Regions from separate parts of the Sus scrofa genome. Here region 2 is linked to region 1. Evidence: chromatin contacts called from public HiChIP or PLAC-seq data. All regions are on one chromosome and are shown on one strand. The core of a region is the stretch at or near the end of the contact, and the rest is flanking DNA. Distances in the headings are between cores, read along the strand shown. Region 1 holds the start of GTF3C4 (general transcription factor 3C polypeptide 4). Region 2 holds the start of TSC1 (hamartin).

Region 1 (7,747 bases), core at 975-3,474:
TATATTAGCTACTCATCCCAAGTTGAGGCTATGAGCAAATGTGATCAACATATATACACAATGCTTATTCAAGACAAACAAAAACGTAGGTGTGGACAAGGCCACAGCAAAAGACTGTCACCACCTTCTTAACATCCTTTTGATACAGTGTCTCAAGCAATCATGAAACCTGATATCAGCAACAACAACAAAAAAAAGACAAAAGACAAAAAAAAAAAAGTTCAAAAATCTAAAAAAAAAAAAAAAAACCTGATATCTTACATTTACCTATTCAATCCATCCCACAAAATTTTAGCAAGTGCTTTCTATGTGTTAATTACTAAGTACTTGGCACAAGCACCCTAATGACCTCCTGATACAGCGATTCTATTACCCACAACGGAGCCAGTATGACTTTATTTTTGAATCGCTGACATTTATTGAGTGCTCCTATGGATCAGAAAATGTACAGTCTTTGAGCGTATTATCTCATTTAATCTTTATAATAACCTCATACGAAGTGGAAATGACTGTTCTCCATTTATGGATAGGAAGAGTAACGATCAGAGAGGTGACGTGACTTCTCTAGGGTCACAGAGCTTAGCATGTTGCAAAGCTCACATGGAATCCAAATCCATCCTGCTCCAAATCCTGTGTTCCCAACTGGCTCTTCTGTAGTTTCCCTTCCCCCTCCGGCACAGATGCAGCTACACCACCGCCCAGGTGAAAACTTTACTCACAGTCTCTAAATCCTAAAGCTGAATATCACACACACACACACACAAATCCGGAAGATAACACAGTGGGCGTTGGATGATGGGAGCTTACCTGAACTCAATGAATTTCAGCATCACCACGTTGTTTGAAAGGAAAAGAACCAATTAAACTTTGGCATTTAATTTTTCAAAAGAATTAAGTGTTGCTTTTTCGAGAAAACACACATAAACACACTTTCCTTGCCTTCAAGCTGTAGCCGTCCTGGTTTTTATGACAACGTATGAATTTTCTGCTTCTCCTCTTTTCTAGGAGCCTAGTGAACCACCTTAAAAACCGATTTTCAGCTTTGGCTTGGGTTAAATGTAGGGCATCTTTCTCTCACCTAATGAGGTGACCACATTGACTAGGTGTATTTTCTCTTCCCTTCATTGCACGTGGGTGAAAATACATCCCATCTTGGAAAACTTCAAAAAACTCTCTAGTTTCCAGTTCTCATTCCGGAAACAAACGACCCTTAGAGTCGAGAAAACGGCGGCTAAGATAAGTTTAGAGACACGGCTGGTGAGTGACGGGGCTGGGGCTTCCGCCCAAGCGTCAGTCCCCAGTTTCTCTGGGAGGCAGCCTCAGGTCCCCGCCGCTACCTCCGACTAGCAGCCCGAGCCGGCCCCCACCCCTCCACACCCACTCCGTTCCCTCCGAGACCCCCTCTCCGCAGGATGGTGTCCGGGTCTCAGACCCGCGCTGCTCAGCGACTCCTCCAGAAGCTGCCCGACGCCTGGCTTTGCCCCCTGAACTTCGAACCCCGACCAAAAGGCAAGGCGGCAGCTCACGGCGCGCAGCGGCCCCGGGTGCGAACGAATCTGAAATCGGGGCAGAACTCACCTGCCTCGCCTGCGCCGGGCGGGGCCTGGAGAACGTCCTGGGGGCTGCGGCGCGGGGCTCGGGAACGTGGAGGAGCGCTCCACCGGCGGCTGCCATGCCGGCAGAAAGGCGCGTCTGGGTCTCTCGAACCGGCCCCGCCGCTCGGCTCGGCCCCACGTGGGACGCGCGCGAGGACCCCGCGTAGCTGCCCCGCAGGGTCCTGCGCCCGCGCCCCTTCCGGGTCCCGGAAGGTCTGCAAACGCACGGCCCGCGCCGCTCGGGGCTGGGGCCGCAGCGCGTGGGGGGCTGCCCCGCTTGAGCCCCTCGTGGCCTGGCCTGCGGCAGAGGTGCCAAGTCCCACTCGACCCCAGAGTTCATGCTTGTGCAGCTCTTTGAATTCCTCCAGAAGAAAAGGCGTGCCTGGTCTAACCAGCATTCCTTCCTTTGCCACCGGGTTACTCTTTCCCCAGCATTTAGTTGCCCCGGGAGGTCCCTAAAGGGGCCTGGGGCTCGATCACCCGGTGGGGATCCTCGCGGCTGCGTGCCCCTTGCCCACCCGCGGTCCAGCCCGCGGAGGAGGCGCGTTTTTTACAGGCAGCGCCTTGGCCACCTGGCAGGGCTGGGTCGCCTAGCAACGGCGGGGTCCTTCCTGGCTCGGCGGCGCTCCGGGCCTAAGGGGAAGAAAACCGCCGCGGAGGGCGCTGGGGGCCGGCGGCCGCGGTGCAAGAGGCGGCAACCGGACGGCGACGCGGAGTTGGCGCGCCCGGGGTCCGGCTTCAGCCTCTGAGGGGAGATGAATACGGCCGACAAGGCCCGGGTGGGGCCCGCGGCCGACCGGCCTGCGCCGCCGAGGAAGAAGAGGGCGAGGCGGGCGGGAAGGGGCCGGTGGCGGACCCGGCCCCCGGGCCCAGCGCCGCGTTCCGCCTCCTGGTGACTCGGCGGGAGCCGGCCGTGAGGCTGCAGTATGCGGTGAGCGGCCTGGAGCCGCTGGCGTGGTCCGAGGACCACCGCGTGTCGGTGTCCACCGCCCGTAGCATCGCTGTGCTGGAGCTCATCTGCGACGTGCACAACCCGGGCCAGGACCTGGTTATCCACCGCACCTCCGTGCCCGCGCCTCTCAACAGCTGCCTCCTCAAAGTAAGTCATCCCCGGGCCCCAGCCCTGGGATCTCCTCCTACTCCCCTCCCGCGGCCGCGTCACCGGTCCCTGGGGAATCCCGACCCACGCCTAGTCCCGGGATTCCCCTCCTTGCACCCAGCGCTTGGGGATAAGCCGCTAGGGTCATCGTAGCTTAAAACAACAAACAACAAATCTAGCCTTTTGTGCTCCGTTTCCCGGATCTCACACTTCCTCCTGACACAAATACACGTGTATTTCGGGAGCTCCCTCTCGGAGCCAGCTTCTTCCCTCACCCCTGCGTCGGGCCGGCTGCTAGTGTAGATTTTCTTTCCTTGGTCTTTTCTGAGGCTCCACCCCCTGTTGACCCAACCCCAGACCTGCCTCGACCGTCGCTCCTATTGTCTGGGGCTTGCTCCCCGAGGACCTCGGCTGGCTTTGTTTACTGTGATGTGCCCTCTCCCTGCGCCTCTTTGGCTTTGGAGGAGAAAAATTGGCTTGCTCCATCGTCTTACCTGTTTCAGTGACTTTATTATGAAATGGTCCTTGTTTCTCATCTTGGGCAGATGGATAAATAAATATGGATGTAGGGGTTAGTACTCCAGTTTTTCTTCAATAATTGAAATTTTTTCGGATGTGGCATGAAAAAATAAGGCCTCTGGAAATTCTTAAACTTCAGTGCAGTTTTAAACTTCAAGCCCAAGATCTCCGTGTAGATTTAGTGCTTTTGGCTTCATATTAACAAAGTTTGCCTTCAGAACTTCAGGGCTCCTGAAGTTTTATTGTTTTATCATCACCATTTTCAATTTTTTTTTTTTTTTTTTTTTTTTTTTTTTGTCTTTTTAGGACCGCATCCTGGGCATATGGAGGTTCCCAGGCTAGGGGTCGAATCAGAGCTGTAGCCACTGACTTACACCACAGCCTCCTCAGATCTTTGCTGCATCTTCAACCTACACCACAACTCACAGCAATGCTGGATCCTTAACCCACTGATCGAGGCCAGGGATCGAACCCCCAACCTCATGGTTCCTAGTCGGATTCATTTCTGCTATGCCACGACGGGAACTCCCAAATTATTTTTTTTAAGTCTTCAGTCGTATTGTTTGTTCATTTTAATAGTTTAAAAGTATTAAAACTTTCTCCATTTTCTTTATGAATCTGTAGGCATTTATACAATTACCAAAGTGTATATCTTTCAGGACATTTTTGAATACCACTTTGGATAAGCTAGGCACCAGTCTAGGCTCTGGAAGTAAAGCATTGTGAAAAACAAAGACCCTGGCCTCGTGGAGCTTACATTCTTTTGGCAAGTCATGACCAAATAACGGTGTCACACTAGATAGTGATAAGCCGTGTCAAGATGTCTCTGTATACAGAGAACATATTTATGTGAGTGAAGTTGGGTTTTTTTTTTAACTTACTCTGCACAGCTGTTTAACAAGTGAATCATTAACTGTGGGTAGGGTTCGGGGAACCTGCACCACTTGTCAGCATTCCTGATTTAAGTTTGAAACGGACAGTTGATGTTGAATTAGATCATTGGTAAACCAGTATGGTTAAGCACTCATGTCATTGGTCAACTTGTATGATTGTGCACCCGTTGGTTCAAGTATAAACAAATCAGGGGGATAGATGGTGGTAATGCTATGGAATTTAGAAACACCTAAGGAGGGAAGCAGAACAGAGGGATCTGAAAAGGTGTATCCTCTGCTGAAAAGGAGTTTACTGTTGCTAAGGATGCTCATATGCACAGTCAACTAGAAGAAATTTTAAGTGTGTCGCACTCATCAAGGAAGGTTATTTGGTGGTAAATCTGCAGCAGACCTTGGGGGTCCGGGGGGGAGTAAGGTTTGGGTTGTAGGAGGAAGGGAGGAAAGCGTCCCGCAGGTAGTGGGAAGGAGGTGCCCATCTCACACACTGCGTCCAAGCCACGAAGGTAACCTGCTGGTGTTTGAGTAAGTAATGACAGCTCATCAGTGGGTGCAGGTAGCTTTCCTGGCGAGTCAGAGAAAGTAAGGTGGGGCCAGTGTGGGGACATGCAGGTCAGTCTGAGGAGGCTGGCTTCAAGCTACGAAGCCTTGAGTGCTATGATAGTATCTTAAACGTGGATGACCTGGTAAAGCTCATGAATGTGAATCTGGCTGGAGTAGAGGCAGGAAGATGATGGTGAAGAGTCAGGATAAACTAGGGATTAAGAGATTGAGCTTTGGCACAGGATAGCAAGATGGGCCTCTCCATAAAGGGAGGATAATAAACTTATTTAGAATTTTTGGGAGTTCCCCTTGTGGCACAGTGGTTAACGAATCCGACTAGGAACCATGAGGTTGAAGGTTCGATCCCTGGCCTCGCTCAGTGGGCTAAGGATCCGGTGTTGCCATGAGCTGTGGTGTGGGTCGCAGATGCGGCTCGGATCCCACGTTGCTGTGGCTGCGGTGTAGGCCGGTGGCTATAGCTCCGATTAGACCCCTAGCCTGGGAACCTCCATATGCCCAGGGTGTGGCCCTAGAAAAGACACACACACACACACAAAGAATTTTTGGCAGATTATAAGTATATGTATAGGTGGATTTTTTCCATGTAATACATGTGTGCGTATCCACATGTAACCCCTTAGCACGGTTCCTGGCACACTGCAAATGCTCCAGGTGGGAAACGCAGGCCTGCAGGTGTGAAGGAAGGAGACTGGATCAGTGCTGTGACTGTGGATGTGAAGATACCTCTAGGACTGTGTTGTGGTAACAGTTTGACTCCATCATTTGTTCCACGACTGGCAAATGAGTCATAGGCAATCTGTATATCCTTCTGATAACTGGTAGCTTTCCTGAAATTAACTAGTGGCACCTTCCCTTTCTGTACTGTTCTTTGGTAAGCACATCACAGAAACTCTCAGTCAATTAGCAGTCTTACTAGACTAGCCCGGCCTGGTGAATGAATGCTGAGTGGCCCCTGCTGTTCTACAAGAGGCCTCTGCGGGGTGAAACTGAAGTCATGGTAGGAATGTAGAGAAGCCTGTGTCCATGCCTTGCTGGCACTGCGCATTGACAGTCCCTGCGGATTTCAAGTCCACTTTATGCTGTCCCGCTTGCCTTGACCCCACCACAAAGAATGGACCTTCTGCAGCCTAGACCGCAGGTTTAGTGGGTAGCACTGCTAGAGGCCTAGATGCTAAACCCTTTGAAGCCTTTGCTCTATGACTGTTGTTTAGATGGTGAATTTTTTCAGGAAAATATGCGGTTAAATAATAGGGCAAATATCATCTGCTGTTTGCATGTTGTCCTGGGCACTGAGGTTACGTGATGTCAAGGTGAATGATCCAGATCTGAAAAGCAATCAAACACAGATTTTAAAAATAAGTTGTGGAGGAGTTCCCGTCGTGGCGCAGTGGTTAACGAATCCGACTAGGAACCATGAGGTTGCGGGTTTGGTCCCTGCCCTTGCTCAGTGGGCTAAGGACCCGGCGTTGCCGTGAGCTGTGGTGTAGGTCGCAGACGCGACTCGGATCCCGCGTTGCTGTGGCTCTGGCATAGGCCGGTGGCTACAGCTCCAATTCAGCCCCTAGCCTGGGAACCTCCATATGCCGCGGGAGCGGCCCAAGAAATAGCAACAACAACAACAACAACAAAAAATAAGTTGTGGAGCTCTCTTGTGGTCCAGCAGGTTCAGGCTCCAGCGTTGTCACTGCAGCAGCTTGGGTTGCTGCTGTGGTGTGGGTTCAGTCCCTGGCCCAGGAACTGCCACCTGTGGGTGTGGCCAAAAACATTTATTTTTTAAAAATAGGTTGCAATTTCTCTTCCCATTGGACTGCTGATTTAGTGAATCCTCTAGTTGTATAAAGTTCCAGCTTCTAATAATATGTGCGTAACTCATTTTATTGCACAGTTGTTAGGAACGTTAGTTATACTAACTCCGTCTACTCTGTTAAGTTAAATAACTACTGCCTGTCTTTGGAGTGATATTCCTACCCTCAGGAAGCTTCCTGTCTAATGGCTTCAAATGAGTTTTTGTTTGTTAGGTGCTTACAAAGTACCTAACTGTTAGCTATATAGCCAACTGGAATCAGGATAATATATTTGGCTGGGGGCTGGCCCCTGGGAGCTCCTAGAGCATCTGAGCACTTCTGATTTGTTAACTAGTTTTGCGACCTGGAGATGTGGGGGCGAGTGCAGTGGGCTCATTCAAACCACCTATAGTACATTAGAAATGAGTGCACAAACCCTGAGGATTTTCTCCGGGTTTTCTCTCCACACTGCTCTCCATCCTATCAGGGATTCTTCCTGCAATGAGTAGGACCGAACTGGAGTTTCCTTTATTTCATCCTCTGCTGCTCTTTGGAGCTACACATTCTGTAAGTTTGCTTTCAGTTCTACAGTAGATTTTATTGTAGTAAATTATCCTAGTCTAAGGATTATTGCTTGGTTTGCGGTATTATGGATGTGGTGAATAATTTTCTATCGACCCTTCTTCATTCGGTGAACAACTTAATACCTCCCCACCCCGCATTTTACATACGTTTAATTAGGCCTCATTAAGACTTCTGTAATCCTCAGAGAGTATTAATAGCGGTCATCATAGCTAACATTTATTGTTTATTAATATATGCTTTATATGCATTGACTTAACCTTCTTCTAACTCTGAGACGTGTGTTATTATCTTCTCTATAGTTGAGGAAGTTAAAGCCGGAAGGTGTAAACGGTGTGCTCAGGAGCACAGAGCTAGTGTGTGATAGGGCCCGGATTTGAACCCCAGGCAGTCTGGCATCATAGCATAGATTTTCACTCAGACTTCATCTCCTCATTCAAAGCTCTCTTTGATTAGCATTGTTTTATTAACAGATGAGCCAGTGAAACCTCTATTCAAAAGATGACACCCCAAAAAAGATTCTCCTGTCAAAAAAATGAGGGTTTGGATGATCTGGTTGAATAGGTCTCTACACTACCTTCCTGGCTGTAGCTCTTGAAGGGAGAATAACGCACTATAATACATAGCGTTTTCATGGACGTGTTTGGTTACAGAACTCTTTTTCAAGAGGCAGTTTAAGAGGGTGATGTTCTGTTTCATACACTTCAGGGAAAG
Region 2 (7,431 bases), core at 3,399-5,898, 230 kb after region 1:
CTGCGCTGGGCTGGGGATCAAACCTGCAGCTCCGCAGTGAACAGAGTCACTGCAGTCAGTCTTCATCCACTGTGCCACAGAGAGAATGCCTCAAGCCCCTTTTTTTTCTTTTTTCTTTTCCTTTTTAGGGCCGTGCCTGCACCATATGCAAGTTCTTGGGCCAGGGGTTGAATCGGAGCTTCAGCTCACAACCACAGCCACACAGCATCCTCGACCTGGATCCTTAACCCACTAAGCAAGGCCCAGGATCAAACCACATTTGCATGGACACTATGTCAGTTAACCCACTGAGCCACAACAAGAACCCCCTCAAGTCCATTTTTTAAGTGCAGTCATCTATCTGGAATGACCAGCTGGGCTTAGGCTGGGTCTGTAAGGTTCCTGAAGCTATGCCTAAAATTTCATATCTGTATGAATTTTGTTGGTGGTGATGGGACAGGAAAGGATATTTGGTTGACAGCTTTCCACAAATTCTCAGAGAACTGAGCACCCCCCCACACTCCCCCGCCAAAAAAAACCCTTAAAAACCACTGACCTATGAGTTAGTTCAGGAGATCAGCAGCTCAGGCAATTTATCACAGTGAAAGATTAAATGTTTGGGCTCTGGAGTCAACCAACAAGGTTCAAATCCCAGCCCAGCCACTGAAGAAGTGGCCTGATAGGAAGCTTCCGTTTCCTCATCTCCCTATCCTGTCCCTTAAGTCTGTGCAGAGAGCTCCCAGGATCATGGATGGAAGATACTAAACGGGGTGTTGGGCACTGTGCCAATAAATGTTAACTTTATTATGAAAATACTATTACTAAACAAAATGTATTGCTGGGTACAAAAGGCTTCCAGGCATAATTTATACTGGAAACATTGATGACAGTTATTTTGTAGCTTAACGCGGATACACTTCATGTTTGTTCCTGTGCTCCTGCTCTGCGATCCACCCACAGGCCGCAGAGCTCCTAGGAATGCAGGCATTAAGGTCTGCTCTTCCTTACTGCTCCCCACTGCGCCCACCACCACCAACAGAAGGATAAAACTGCCCCTTGTTACTCAAAGACTTCATGGCCTCTGCTGCCATTGTCTTCACTTTAGAAAGTGACCTGGGAATTCTAGGCCAGTAACCGCCAGGCCTGGATTTGTATCCCAGCTAGGTTTTTAAGGCACTTTACTCATTAGATGACAATCTGAATTCATTCAACCTTAAAAAGTGTTCTGTTACCTTTTGTTACTTCCCGGTATAGAACAAAAGTTAGTGCTGCACAAGAGAAGGGACAAGGAGAAATGAACAAGGTTCTGGGATTATATTTGTTTTATACATGCATATTTTTTATTTCTTGCCTTCCCCAAAATAGACACTAAACATTAAATATCTAATTTTTAGGAACCACAAGCTAAAAAAAAAAAAAAAGAAAGAAAGAAAAAAATCAGAAAAAGAATAATCTAAAATTGCTAATGGTAATTTTAGACCAACTTAAATGATCTAAAACCTCTTTCAGACTAATGGAAAAAATTAGCATTTCATGCAAACTAAATTATATTAAACACGGAGGGGAAAAACTCAGTGTTTGAGTAGATACTAATCACAAATACGTGTATTTTTAAAGCAAAAAGCTAGAGTTTTAATGCTATTGAGTATCCTTTCCTTTCACGCTTGCCACTATTTAAATGACAAGACTAATACAAATAACACTCATCTTTCAAAGAGATTTAAAATATGAGGAAATAACAGAGAATACCTTTGAAAAATGTGATATAAAAGAAAGCATTAAAAGTCACCACTCAATGGGTCAAGGTTAAAAGTCACCTGTTTGCTTAGTTTTTACAAGCCATTAACATTTTCATTCAAGCAACTTAGAATGTTTAACTGAAGCCCCAGGACTTGAAGTCCCAGAAATTTAGACTTCGAGATACTCATTTACAATCCAACTCTCTTATTTCACAAGTGAAGAAGCTGAAGCTCAGAGAACTTCAGTGACTTGTGAGAAATCGAAAGCGATGCGACTTTTCGACAAGCTCGAAGTGTTGATGTAGTGCTGTATTTGGCTCATCTGCATCCAAGAATACCCGATTAATTGCAGGAAAAGTTCATTTCAGTCCACTGGGGCCCTAGGACCCACAAGAGAACAGACCTGTACCCTAACAAAGTCGGAAAGAAGACAGATCGGTAAGATCAAGTCAGCTGTAATTCAGAGCCCAAAACTCACCCACCACTACATACACCAGAGGTGAGATGCTATTTTAAGAAAAGCCTCTGCCATAAATTATAAATTAAAAGAAAAACAGCCAAATTGATACCTTAGCCACTGGTCCTCTACCTCTGATGCGCATCAGAATCACCTATGACTTCTTCTAAAAGGAATATCCAGAGCGTCCTCAAAGACCGAATGAATATCCAAGTCTACCTACTATGAGGCCGGACATCTGAGCAAGAAGGTTCTGCTGGACACCTTTCATTATTCTGGAAACATCACGCAGACAGTATGTATTTGATTTGTCCTAGTAAGACTGTCCAGTTTCACCTCACAAGAAAACAGGCGAGCACAGAAAGCATCATATGACACCCCCCAGAGCAGCAGTCTTTGCTGTCAACCCAGCGAGGAAGAGTACAACTGAGTCATGGGATTTGGGACATTCCAATTTAAGGAAAATAAGAACGCCTGTAGTCACCTAAGACTCTGTCTAACTAGGAATTTAGGAACCTACCAAAGTCTTTGTGACACCAGGAAAAGCATGAGGCAAGGAAGGCTTACATCATCTGCCTCGCCACACACGTGATATAAGAGTGTTTGGGATAAGATATTCACTTTGGTAAAAGGATATTTTCCATTTACATCTTCTATAAATACCCCTTAAGTTTATACCAGGTGGTTAGAGGAAGATGCTGCAGCTCCCCAGGGCAATAGCAAAGAATGTTTCAGTGTTTCTGAGGAGCCTCATTTGCCTGATGCATGACTGTTAAAGGTGCATTTCCCTGCACAACCCTAAATCAGTTTCCACATTTGCATACTCCAGGTTTACTCCAGAATGTTCAACTTAAGAATCACAGGTGGTTGTTCAGTAAATCAGGGGCTCCCACAAGGGTCGGGTTCATAATGCTTCTTGAAATTTACAGCTCCACTTTGCCAGGAGGTTTGAATTCAGGCGACTCCAAGTTGATCCCAAAATTATAAATCAGTATCTCAGAAGAGTATTATTCTATTTTAGTACTTTTACAGCTTACTCTATGTAAAGGGAAGTGCTATTTCTATGCTTTCTATTAAAAATCCAGCAAGGATTTTTAGCAAGGCTCCCTTCTGCAGTAAATGCATCAGTTTTATGAAAACAGCAAACACTTTCCAGCCTAATTTAGACTAACATGTTTACAGGCACTATACTGCCATCCCAAACAAAAGCTCTGGTATATAACCAAGTGCACCTCTCTCCAAAATCACGCACACGCGCGCACACAAACGGTCACTTATGCACAAACCTAGGCCAACTGATTAATTCTAACCACCTAATTAGAATGACAGACTAGCTTGGATCAAATAACAGATAAATTAGTCATGTGAGTACAAATAAAGATAGGAGCATAGTCTTGGAATCAGCTGGACCCCAGTTCGAGTCCTGGTCAGATCATCTTAGGAGGAGCAACCTTGGACAAGGCACCCTAACATCTCTGGGCCTCAGTTTCTCCATCTGAGTAATGGAGTGGCTGCCTCTCCTCTTTGTCTTGGGGGCCAAAGGAGACGATGACTGCAAAGCACCTCCACCGGGGCTGCTCCATAAACAAGCTGTGGTTAGCAGGCAGGAGCCCCCCATCCCTACCTCCGAATCCAAAACACATGAAGCAAAAACTCTAACGGGAAACACAAAGAAAGAGCTTTAATTCTAAAGGTCTCTCGGACTGCGGACTCCTCACCCTCCAGTTCCTCAAATGAATGAATGAGCGTCTAGGAGTGGCTCTGCACACCGCTGTCTCCTAAGAACCACCTCTGCTGACTCGAAGGTAACTGTCTTTCGTCGTCGATTACACACCCACAAGCACACCTGGAGCGAGGCACTCCGGTCGTGCACCTTTCGGCGGAGACGCCGAATCCCGGCGGGTCCGCGATGCCCACAGGCAGCCTCCATTCATTCCCCGCCCCCTACCCTTGACCGCTCTCCTCCAGCCCCGGGACCAGCCCCACCACCCGGCCTCTCCCCTCCGGCGAGGGCCTCCCCCCGCTCTCCGCACCCCGCGGGAACCTGTCACCCCACCAAGCGAGGGGCTGGCGAAGGGGCCCACCTCACCCCTGCCGTCGGCACCGCGGCCTGGGGGGTGCAGCCGTCCCTCCGCCGCCGAGGAGGGCGAGGCGCCGGCCGGGGCCGCCTCTCCTCCCTAGAGACCCTCCAGCCCCGCCGGGCCCGGCCACAGACTGCGAGTAACAAGAGGGAGGGGAACGCTCTCCGAAACCCCCTTCCCGGAGTCCCTTCCCCGGCAAGTGGGCCCCTTGCCCCAGCCCCGCAGGGCCTCCCGGACTAGGGTCATGGTGCCAGGAATGCCCCGAGAAGCCCCCGTGAAAAGGAGGGGGGGACACCCCCATACTCACCCACCGTCTCCTCCCCCTCAGCTGTTTACCTCACAGTTCCTCCAGCCTACAGGGCGCCGCCATCTTGGACGTACAGCACCTCCCCCCGTCGTGAAATGCCCACAGCCGGCGGCAGCCTCCGCCACGAAAAAGAGTCCCCAGCGAGACGTCGCCTGCCCCTCGAGCCCGACGACAGATGACCGCGGCCTGCAGCCCCTTGGGACGGAAGAGGACGTCCTTTCTCATTCCTGACGGTGCTAACCGATCGAGAAAGAACCTAGAAGAGTTTGTGAGGCAGGGGGCGGGGACGGGCGGAAGGATTCCGAAAGGGGGCCGCTGAGAGATCTTGTGACTCCGAAGGAGGCAAAAAGAAGGCCGGCGCGGCGGGAGGAGCCACGCGAGAGAGCGAGGGGCGGGGCGGGTCACGTGGCCGGGCCCGGCGGGAGGGGCCGTGCAAGAGGCGTAAACAAGTTCTCCCGGCTGGGTGTGGTTGTGTGTCTGCTGCTTTTCCGATGCTGTGTCTCCGCTCACAGATCCGGGTGCCCCCGCTCCCGGCCCAGGGTCTCCCCGTTCCCGGCCGCAGAGCTGCGATCTTGTTTCCCAAGGAGCCAGTGGGTACCTCTGTGGAGGAAGGGTCTGCTTTAGATCTTTAAAGGAGTTCATCGCTAGGAAAGGAGCAAAGCTGCACCAGGGCAACCTCTGTCCTTCGCAGAGTATTTGCCAAAGCGCATCTCTGGGGCTGCGAAGAACCACGGTGGCTGCTAACCTCAGGTTGCTAACATTTCCGACGTTATGTGGAAAACCACCCTAAGCAGGGCAGGCATCTTTCGAAGCAGAACCCCTCCATTCGGTGCCTCCTCTGCTTCTTCCTAGCTGTGTAAATCTGCGCAAGTCTTGAGGTCCCTTGAGCCTCAGTTTCTTCCTCTATGAAATGGGCATGGTAACATGAGTGACGGGAGGATTCCTGGAGGAAAAGTATGGAGAGTGTTTAGCACAGTGACCCAGGCCAGGTAAAGGTGATGGTTGGTATCTGAGGCAGGTGATGGTGAGCGCTAGGCACCAAAGCAAAGCAAAGCAAAGAGGTGTGAGAGAGGCCGCAGAGAATGAGGTGACGTCCCACTGTGGGGTCTCAAAAGGCTTTTTGAAAGAGTGGGCCTCCTGCTGGGTTTTAAAAGAAAGGTAGGTTTCATGAAATAGAATCGGGAGAGGCTTCTGGGGAGAAAAGGGTATTCCAGGCCAAGAACCAAAGAAGCAAGCGGCTGGAGGCAATAAATGCTGGGTGAGTTATGGGAATAACAGGTTTGTCATGGGAACCAATTGAGTCACAATGCAAGGCCCCATATGGTTTAAGGGGCCTGCTCTCTGAGTGGTCAGCATGCTGGGTGCTGTCAAGGGGGCTGTCAGAATTCCAAGAGGCCTGGCGAGATCTGGGGTGGGGCTGCTCTTGGCCGGTATGGTGCCTTTGTGAGAAGTAGCAAAAGGCATGCCCTCTGGGCCCACAGCGCACGGGAGCAGAGACCCAGCTGTATTTTGACCCCTTCCCAAGCCTCCTGGGAGCCCTTGAGCAGTGCACAACTTTTCTAACTCTACTGGCTAATGGGGAAGGTGGGCATTGAGCTGGGAGTTCCACCAGCCTAAGAGGTCATGGTTCAGCAGACTAGTCTGAAGGCAGGTTTCTGCCCTTCTGCTAATTGGGGGAGCCTTAGTTTCCTCACCTGCAACATAGGGGTAATAGTCACGCCTACCTGGAGTTCCTGTCATAGCTCAGCGGAAACAAACCGGACTAGTTTCCATGAGGACGCGGGTTCGATCCCTGGCCTCGCTCAATGGGTTTAGGATCTGGCGTTTCAGCAGGCTGCAGCACAGATGGCAGACGCGGCTCAGATTCCACGTTGCTGTGGCTGTGGTGTAGACTGGCAGCTGTAGCTCCAATTCGACCCCTAGCCTGGGAACTTGCATGCGTCACAGGTGCAGCCCTAAAAATAAAAATAATAACAGTAATAATGACAGCTACCTAACCGGGACTTGGGGTGGATTCAGTGAGACAGTTAAGCTGTTACTAGCATAGCATCTATTTCAATACATGTTAGTTTCATTACTTTGTCAGCGGCATTGGCAGGTGGCATCTGGTCACTGGCTGGAATTATGCAGCAAATGCTGACTTCATCTGTGTAACCACCCAGCAGAGTCGGCTTGGGGCACAGAGATGGAAGGGATGGGGGAGGAGAGGGGGTCCGGCTTCTTCCGGTCCTACCCCCAGCCCCAGACCATTGCCCAGGATCAGGCTCCTGCCTTTGCATTAACACCTCGGCACATTCTGGGACCACCAGTGATTGGGAGCCTTAGGTCAAGGGATGGAGCCAAGGGATGGGCGTAGCTCCAGAGCTCCGCCCCAGGAGCCACCCCCGCCGCTTCCCCTTCCCCCAATTTTCCTTGGCTCCCCGTGACCTCATCCTGCTGGAATGCTCTCCTCCTTGGAAGGGAGCAGTGCTCCAGGGGGCCATCAGCCCGCTGTTACTGTTTATACAGTGTCTGGAAGAAGAAGGGTAACTGTTCTTTTCATATGGACCACCAGGGGCTGTGAGAACATGCTGGGAAGCACGGGCAGAGGCAGCCCTGCCACCATCTCTGGCCACTGCCCAGGGGCTGCCTGGATATTTTTTGCTTTTCTGTTTTTATCTTTATTTTTGTTTGTGGCTGCACTCATGGCATGCAGAAGTTCCTGGGCCGGGGTCGAACCCATGCCATGGCAGTGATACCACCAGACCCTTAACCACTAGGCCGCCAGGGAACTCCTCTGGTTTTTTGTCGTTGGCTGAATAGATGTTAATCAGACCACTACCTTCCATGTACGACCCTGGAGCTGCTCCCGTGGCCAGGCTTTCTCCC

Evidence for each region. HiChIP or PLAC-seq counts read pairs in DNA pulled down with a chosen protein or histone mark.
Region 2: an H3K27ac HiChIP or PLAC-seq map of alveolar macrophages shows a contact between it and region 1. The contact joins the promoter of TSC1 here to the promoter of GTF3C4 in region 1. A contact is called at or near these places in 2 of 5 promoter capture datasets (fetal skeletal muscle and liver), 1 of 47 Hi-C or Micro-C datasets (embryonic fibroblasts) and 1 of 2 datasets of contacts at active chromatin or transcription factors (alveolar macrophages).

The regions. Positions count from the first base shown.
Region 1 is chr1:272,452,264-272,460,010 of Sscrofa11.1, forward strand. GTF3C4 (general transcription factor 3C polypeptide 4) reads left to right here and starts at 2,225. Exons shown (of 6, transcript XM_001929441.4): 1 at 2,225-2,405; 2 at 2,408-2,694. The coding sequence starts at 2,351. DDX31 (probable ATP-dependent RNA helicase DDX31) reads right to left here and starts at 2,132. Exons shown (of 20, transcript XM_003122262.5): 1 at 1,579-2,132. The coding sequence starts at 1,935.
Region 2 is chr1:272,681,300-272,688,730 of Sscrofa11.1, forward strand. It overlaps TSC1 (hamartin), which reads right to left and starts at 4,649. Exons shown (of 24, transcript XM_021070814.1): 1 at 4,568-4,649. LOC110256471 (a long non-coding RNA gene) reads left to right here and starts at 4,918. Exons shown (of 3, transcript XR_002338027.1): 1 at 4,918-5,821.